Regions from separate parts of the Pan troglodytes genome. Here region 2 is linked to region 1. Evidence: chromatin contacts called from public Hi-C data. All regions are on one chromosome and are shown on one strand. Each heading gives the region's core, a stretch centred on a gene start, on an enhancer-like site or on the middle of the called end of the contact. The rest is flanking DNA. Distances are from core to core; before and after follow the strand shown.

Evidence for each region. Hi-C and Micro-C count contacts between places; a contact is called where the count stands out from the background.
Region 2: a contact with region 1 is called in a Hi-C map of induced pluripotent stem cells, with 2.5 times the contacts expected there. The contact joins the enhancer-like site here to the promoter of CPED1 in region 1. A contact is called at or near these places in 4 of 7 Hi-C or Micro-C datasets (induced pluripotent stem cells, a lymphoblastoid cell line and stem cell-derived neural progenitor cells) and 1 of 1 other capture datasets (stem cell-derived neural stem cells).

The regions. Positions count from the first base shown.
Region 1 is chr6:136,407,459-136,410,153 of NHGRI_mPanTro3-v2.0_pri, forward strand. It overlaps CPED1 (cadherin like and PC-esterase domain containing 1), which reads left to right and starts at 1,373. Exons shown (of 23, transcript XM_016945383.4): 1 at 1,373-1,695; 2 at 2,174-2,653. The coding sequence starts at 2,405.
Region 2 is chr6:136,522,006-136,524,700 of NHGRI_mPanTro3-v2.0_pri, forward strand. The region is part of intron 7 of CPED1 (cadherin like and PC-esterase domain containing 1); the gene reads left to right. Among named protein-coding and RNA genes, the nearest start is that of CPED1, 110 kb to the left of the region's middle. Within about 2 kb of position 1,301, at least 1 of the 24 cell types and tissues checked has an H3K27ac peak or open chromatin away from gene starts, as enhancers often do. A contact at or near this core is called in induced pluripotent stem cells, where this site is marked.

The sequences.
Region 1 (2,695 bases), core at 123-2,622:
GAAAGGCAATTTTATTTTAGCATCTGATTTACTTTCTTCTGTACCTTGTTCTCAAAAATTTAATAAAGCATAAGAATGACTCTTCAGATTCCCCAAACTCTGTTTTTCAGACTTCTTGCCTTAACAGAACTTAATAGAACTGTCTGCCTATTCCTTATCACTCAGTAACAGCATTGTCACACCCTGGATTCCAATTTAGAAATCTCATAATTCTTATTATCTCTCAAATCACATTGCATCCACCAAAACGATATGTCCTACAACACCACTGTTTAGCCATTTTCTCTTAAAACTCTTTTGGCTTCTAAAAGTGAAGCATCACTTTATTTTTCTCTATCCCATTTGTCATAAGATTAAGGACTCTGAACCTATACATAAAATAATATTAAAGCCACTGGAGGCGATACATGCAAGGGCTTGGGATAAATCCAGCTTCCGTGTGAATATTTCTTCTGTAATGTGTTAATTAATTTGTTCTATAGGATGTTAAAAGGGTCTCTTTCTCACAAGCAAGGAACTCTAGATGCCCATTTCTCTGAATCTGTGCTAGCTGGGCACCCCTAGGGGGCGCTCCGTCTCTCAAAATACAAGGGGCTGACAGCAGCGTGCCTCTGGGTGAGGCTCACTCTAGGGGTGTGGCCTCACGGAGAACCTCAACCCACAAGAGTTTGGCTTAGAAACAAGTTTGAAAACCTCTTCAGGTCCAGAGCCTTTAAATAATGCCTGCTATGCGCTAAGACAGCCCTGGGTATCCAGAGTTCGCAAAGCAAGGACTGATTTCCTTTCGCCTTGACAGCCTCAGCAAACGTGGAAGGGGGTTTGCAGTATTGCACTATTAGCAGCGTCCAACCGAAGGTCTGCACAGAATTAGACTGAGCTGATTCTGGACAAAGCCCACTGTGTACCTTTATCTACTGGGCAAAAGTTACCCCCAACACCTGCTATAATCGACTCATTTTAGGAGCAAAATGTCAGGCCATGAAGCATCAGATCATTGAAAGACCCAATTAATTAGTCCAGGAAAGGAGTAATAAGAACATCTGTGATCTGAGTTCCATACTAAGGCACAGAGAGACGACTGAGTTATTCTGGTGTTTGCTGTCTGAGGTCCAGACAGTACTTGTGACCCTCTTATCCTCAGAAGAGTAACCACAATTCCCTGGAGTGAAGAATATCCCAATTCACTCATGGAGTTCACTTTAGTCTCATTCTCGACCTTTGTCACCAATTGGCTAAGGCTATTTGTTTTTCCAATTCTGTATTAGGAAAAAGGAGTTGCATAGAGGATCAGACATCAGATACGTTTCTAAATTCTGCAGCTCTGGGTGGGCAGCCTCATTTGGGGAAATGCTAGCTGCTGTTTCCAAAGTGGGGAAGCCCACGGTTTCGGACACAGGGCTGACAGCGCTGCTCCAGCAGCCCCCAGGGCCAGAGGAACCCGGCCTTAGCTCCGCCCCGCTCTGCCCGGCCCCGGGTGGCTGCGATGCCGAGGTCCTCTGCTCCCGCCGGGCGTGCAGCGGGCGCGCGCGCGTGTGTTTATGTGTCTGTGTGCGTGTGTGTGTGTGTCTCTGTGTGTGTGTGTGAGATGAATTGGAGTCATACGACTGGGTGTTTCCTTCCGAGTGGTTTTCATCAGCAATCCATTAGGAAATCATGGAAACTTTTTTTTTTCCTGGCTAAAAGGATGAAAACTGAGTAAGTACATAGAACTTTGAACTTGAGACGGAATGAAACAAATTCAAGCAAAAACCCTGACAGTAACCATGTCCATTCAAATTGCGTATGCCCTTTTTATGTTAAAAGCCGTGAATACTTACAGGACAGTGGGAATTTAAAACTAAATGAAGGGAAGCATACAAAAGGCTGAAAGCAAGACTGCTTTAAAACCGGAGGAAAATTGAGGAACTGCTAAGGCAACCTGGCCTGAGTTCAGCTGTGCAACAGGCACTTTGGGTTTTAATCTTTTGCGTTCTTCAATGCTGTTTTCAGACTCCGGATTTACTTTGGTATTGTTTTCTCTCTTCCTGCAAAGCTGAGGCAGAGTTGGACTCCTTTACTGTGAGTTTAAAGATGTGAAAATAAGGCATTGCTGGAAGCAACAGTTTGGCAGCCTGGGGTACACTCAGGTTATTCGTTACAACTATTATTATTTGATGTCTTTTTTTAAACTCAGGTCATCCACTTTTGACTGTCATCCATGGAAGAGCTCTTATTAAATGCCTCAGACTTTCGGGACCTATGATTCTTTGGCACAACCTTTTGGAAAATTCTTAAGCGGGGATGAAGCTAACTTGATTGGAGTTGGGGAAAAAGAAGACAGATTAGTATTTTTCATGCTGACAAAAAATAGCTGCTATGACTTTTCCCGCAACGTGGACAGGGGCCAAGTGAAGCTGAACTGGTCATGGTCTGTCGCCCAGTGTTCCCTTGTCGTCGGCGATTTTGCCCCCGACCCTTCTTGGTGGGCTTAGTGGTGGCAATCTGTCTCTTCTACCAGACTCTGACCCTCCGAGGGTCGAGGAAGCTCACAGCCGCTGCCCCTGGGGCTGTCCCACACACATCCACTGAAACCCAGGCAAGCAGATGCAAGAAAGGATTCTCTCAGGACAAACAGTGCTTCCTTCTCTCTGGTAATGCCCAGGAAACCAGAAAGGTAAGACTCTCATAAGCTTAACGGAGACAGTTTCTGCAAAGA
Region 2 (2,695 bases), core at 51-2,550, 110 kb after region 1:
CTTATCTGCTTTCTGGAAGCATTTCTGTTTTCTGAGACAGTTCTTCAATCTTATCTTTTGAATCGTACAATCTGTGTCCGTTTTTGCATTGCTATAAAGGAACACGTGAGGCTGGGAAATGTATAAAGAAAAATGTTTATTTAGTTCATGGTTCTGCAGGTTGTACAAGCATGGAACCAGCATCTGCTTGGCTTCTGGTGAGGCCTCAAGAAGCTTCCACTGATGGTGGAAGGCAAAGTGGGAGCAGGCATGTCACATAGTGAGAGAGGGAGCAAGAGAGATGCCAGGCTCTTAAACCAAGCTCCCCTGTGAACTAATAGAGGGAGAACTCACCACAGGGAAGGCACCAAGCCATTCATGAGGGATCCACACCTACAACCCAAATACCTCCCAGCAGGCCCCACCACCAACATTGGGGATCATATTTCAACATGAGATTTGGAGGGGGCAAATATCCAAATTATATCAAAATCCTTCTTACGCTATAGCTTTGCTGCTGTCTCATCCGTTGTTTCTTGTATTTCAGTTATTTATTTAATGCTGCATGTATAACTTAAATGCTCATGCCCCTTCACTTAAAAACTATGTATATTTTTATTTACTTCTGATATTTTTTACCGTATTTCCTCTTTGTTCTTTTTAATGACTTCTTTTTCACATTTTATTTTGCTACTATCTTCCATTATTTCCTTGAGTATATTGCTGGCATGCTTATTTTAAATTCCTCATCTATCAGTTTTGGTAGCATGATATATATTGTTGAGTTTGTTGCCTTTCTTTTGAAGTAGCTGTATTTTTTGTGCATTCTCTATTTTGTCCTTTGAGCTTAAGTCCCCCTGCAGACATTATTTATTCCAGCTAGTATGATGTTTGGGGAAGGTCAGTCCTTTCAGGTGAATCCAAGGAGAAGGGACAGAATGTGCTCCAAACATGAAGAAATCACTTTTGGTCACTTCCCTTTGTAGCCAGGTAACTTCCCTGGTCAGAATTTCACCCCCTAAACTCTCTTAGGCATAAAAGCACAGGGAGGAAGCACATCTTCCTCCGTTATATGTCATCAAGCCTGAAGGTTGACAGACAGTAGGGTGGAGGAGTGAATGCCACATGTGACCAGTAACTCCATACAGTTTTTCCTCCTTTCTCCCAAGAAATTCAGCAATCTGAATCCTGGGCCTGGGCTTAGCATCCTTAACAAGGAAGGAACAACCAATAATTGCCCTAGAGGAAGACAGGGGAGAGTTAGGAAAACGAAAATATTTTTCTTCAGCCTGTCCTCTCAAATAGCCTCCAACAACTCCCCTCCCCCAACTCCACTTATCCCTGACCGTGGCTACCACTGGTCAGACCAGTTCACAATAGCTCTAGACTCCCTTTCAAAGAGGTGTTTGTTATTTTTCTTTGTTATCAAATTCTTGCTTCATTCTCATTTCACCTGGGCTAATGAATCATCTTAATAGGAAACTGAAGCTCTTAGGTATTTTAAATAATTTTTAAATTATTTTTCCTCTTTTTATGTAAGTGCCGCTCCCCCTGCCCTGATACAAACAGGCTAATTTTTATGATAGTTTTTATTTATGTATTTCCTGAAAATAAATGAAAAAAGAAATCTCCTTGTGATCTGGTTTTCTTTAGATTTTCATGCTTCATTCACTATTTCCTTTCTTATTCATATTTTTGTCTTTTCTGTGAGACAGATGCAAGCTGTGGTTGTAGCATAGGAAAGCATGCAGTTCTTGTCATTTTCATCCTCTCCTTGGGATTTATCTTTTCAAGATCTTGCCTGATTATTCTGGACAATACTGTTATCTCCTCTCAGAGGGAGGTAGTGCAGCTTCCTGGGTCAATGTGGAGAAAGTGATTGTTTCCTTACTAGTTCAAAGTTACGCTTGATGATACAGATAAGTTTCAGAAAACAAGAGGATATTTATTTACCCTTCAACTGATGTACTTGTTATTTCAGTTAAAACAAATAGATTATAACTCATCTGTTAAATTACTTAACCATCCTCAGAAATACTGCTTTCTACTGGTATTTTTAGATGTGAAAAAATACACAGAAACTTCTCACTGCTAATGTGGAGGACAAAACCAAACCCACTTTAAAAACTACCCACGCTATACCAGCATGTTATTAAACACTGTTCTTAAATTCCACAAAACATAATTTTGTGTGTGTGTGTGTGTATGTGCATGTGTGTGTGTACTGAGTACTGAATTCAAAGCCCAAATGACTTAGTTAAATCAGTAGTGATTTATGTACTGTGTGATGAGGCAAGCCCACTAAACTAGTTATCAGTGAACATTTATAGAACATTCTGGCAGCTAAAGAAGGTATGAAGGCAATAACAGATATAACTATGAGCTCATTTATTTCCAATTAAGTCTTCTGCTGAGATACTTTATCTGTTAAAGCTTTGGAGAGAGTAAAAAAAAAATCAAGAAATGCAAATTTGAGGAATAATGGAAAATAGAAGCTTTGTAAACTATTTTTAATGCCCTTCTACATAATAAAATATTTTAAAATTTTAGTGTTAGATGTTTCCCAAGGATGTTCAAACCTAAAATCAGAGGAAGTTGTGAAAGGGAAAAATTCGCAAATGTAATATTTGCTTACTATACCATTTGATCTGATTTTAAATCAACTCTATTTGTTGCTGTTAAGACAATATCATTTACTTGATGAGTATAATAAATC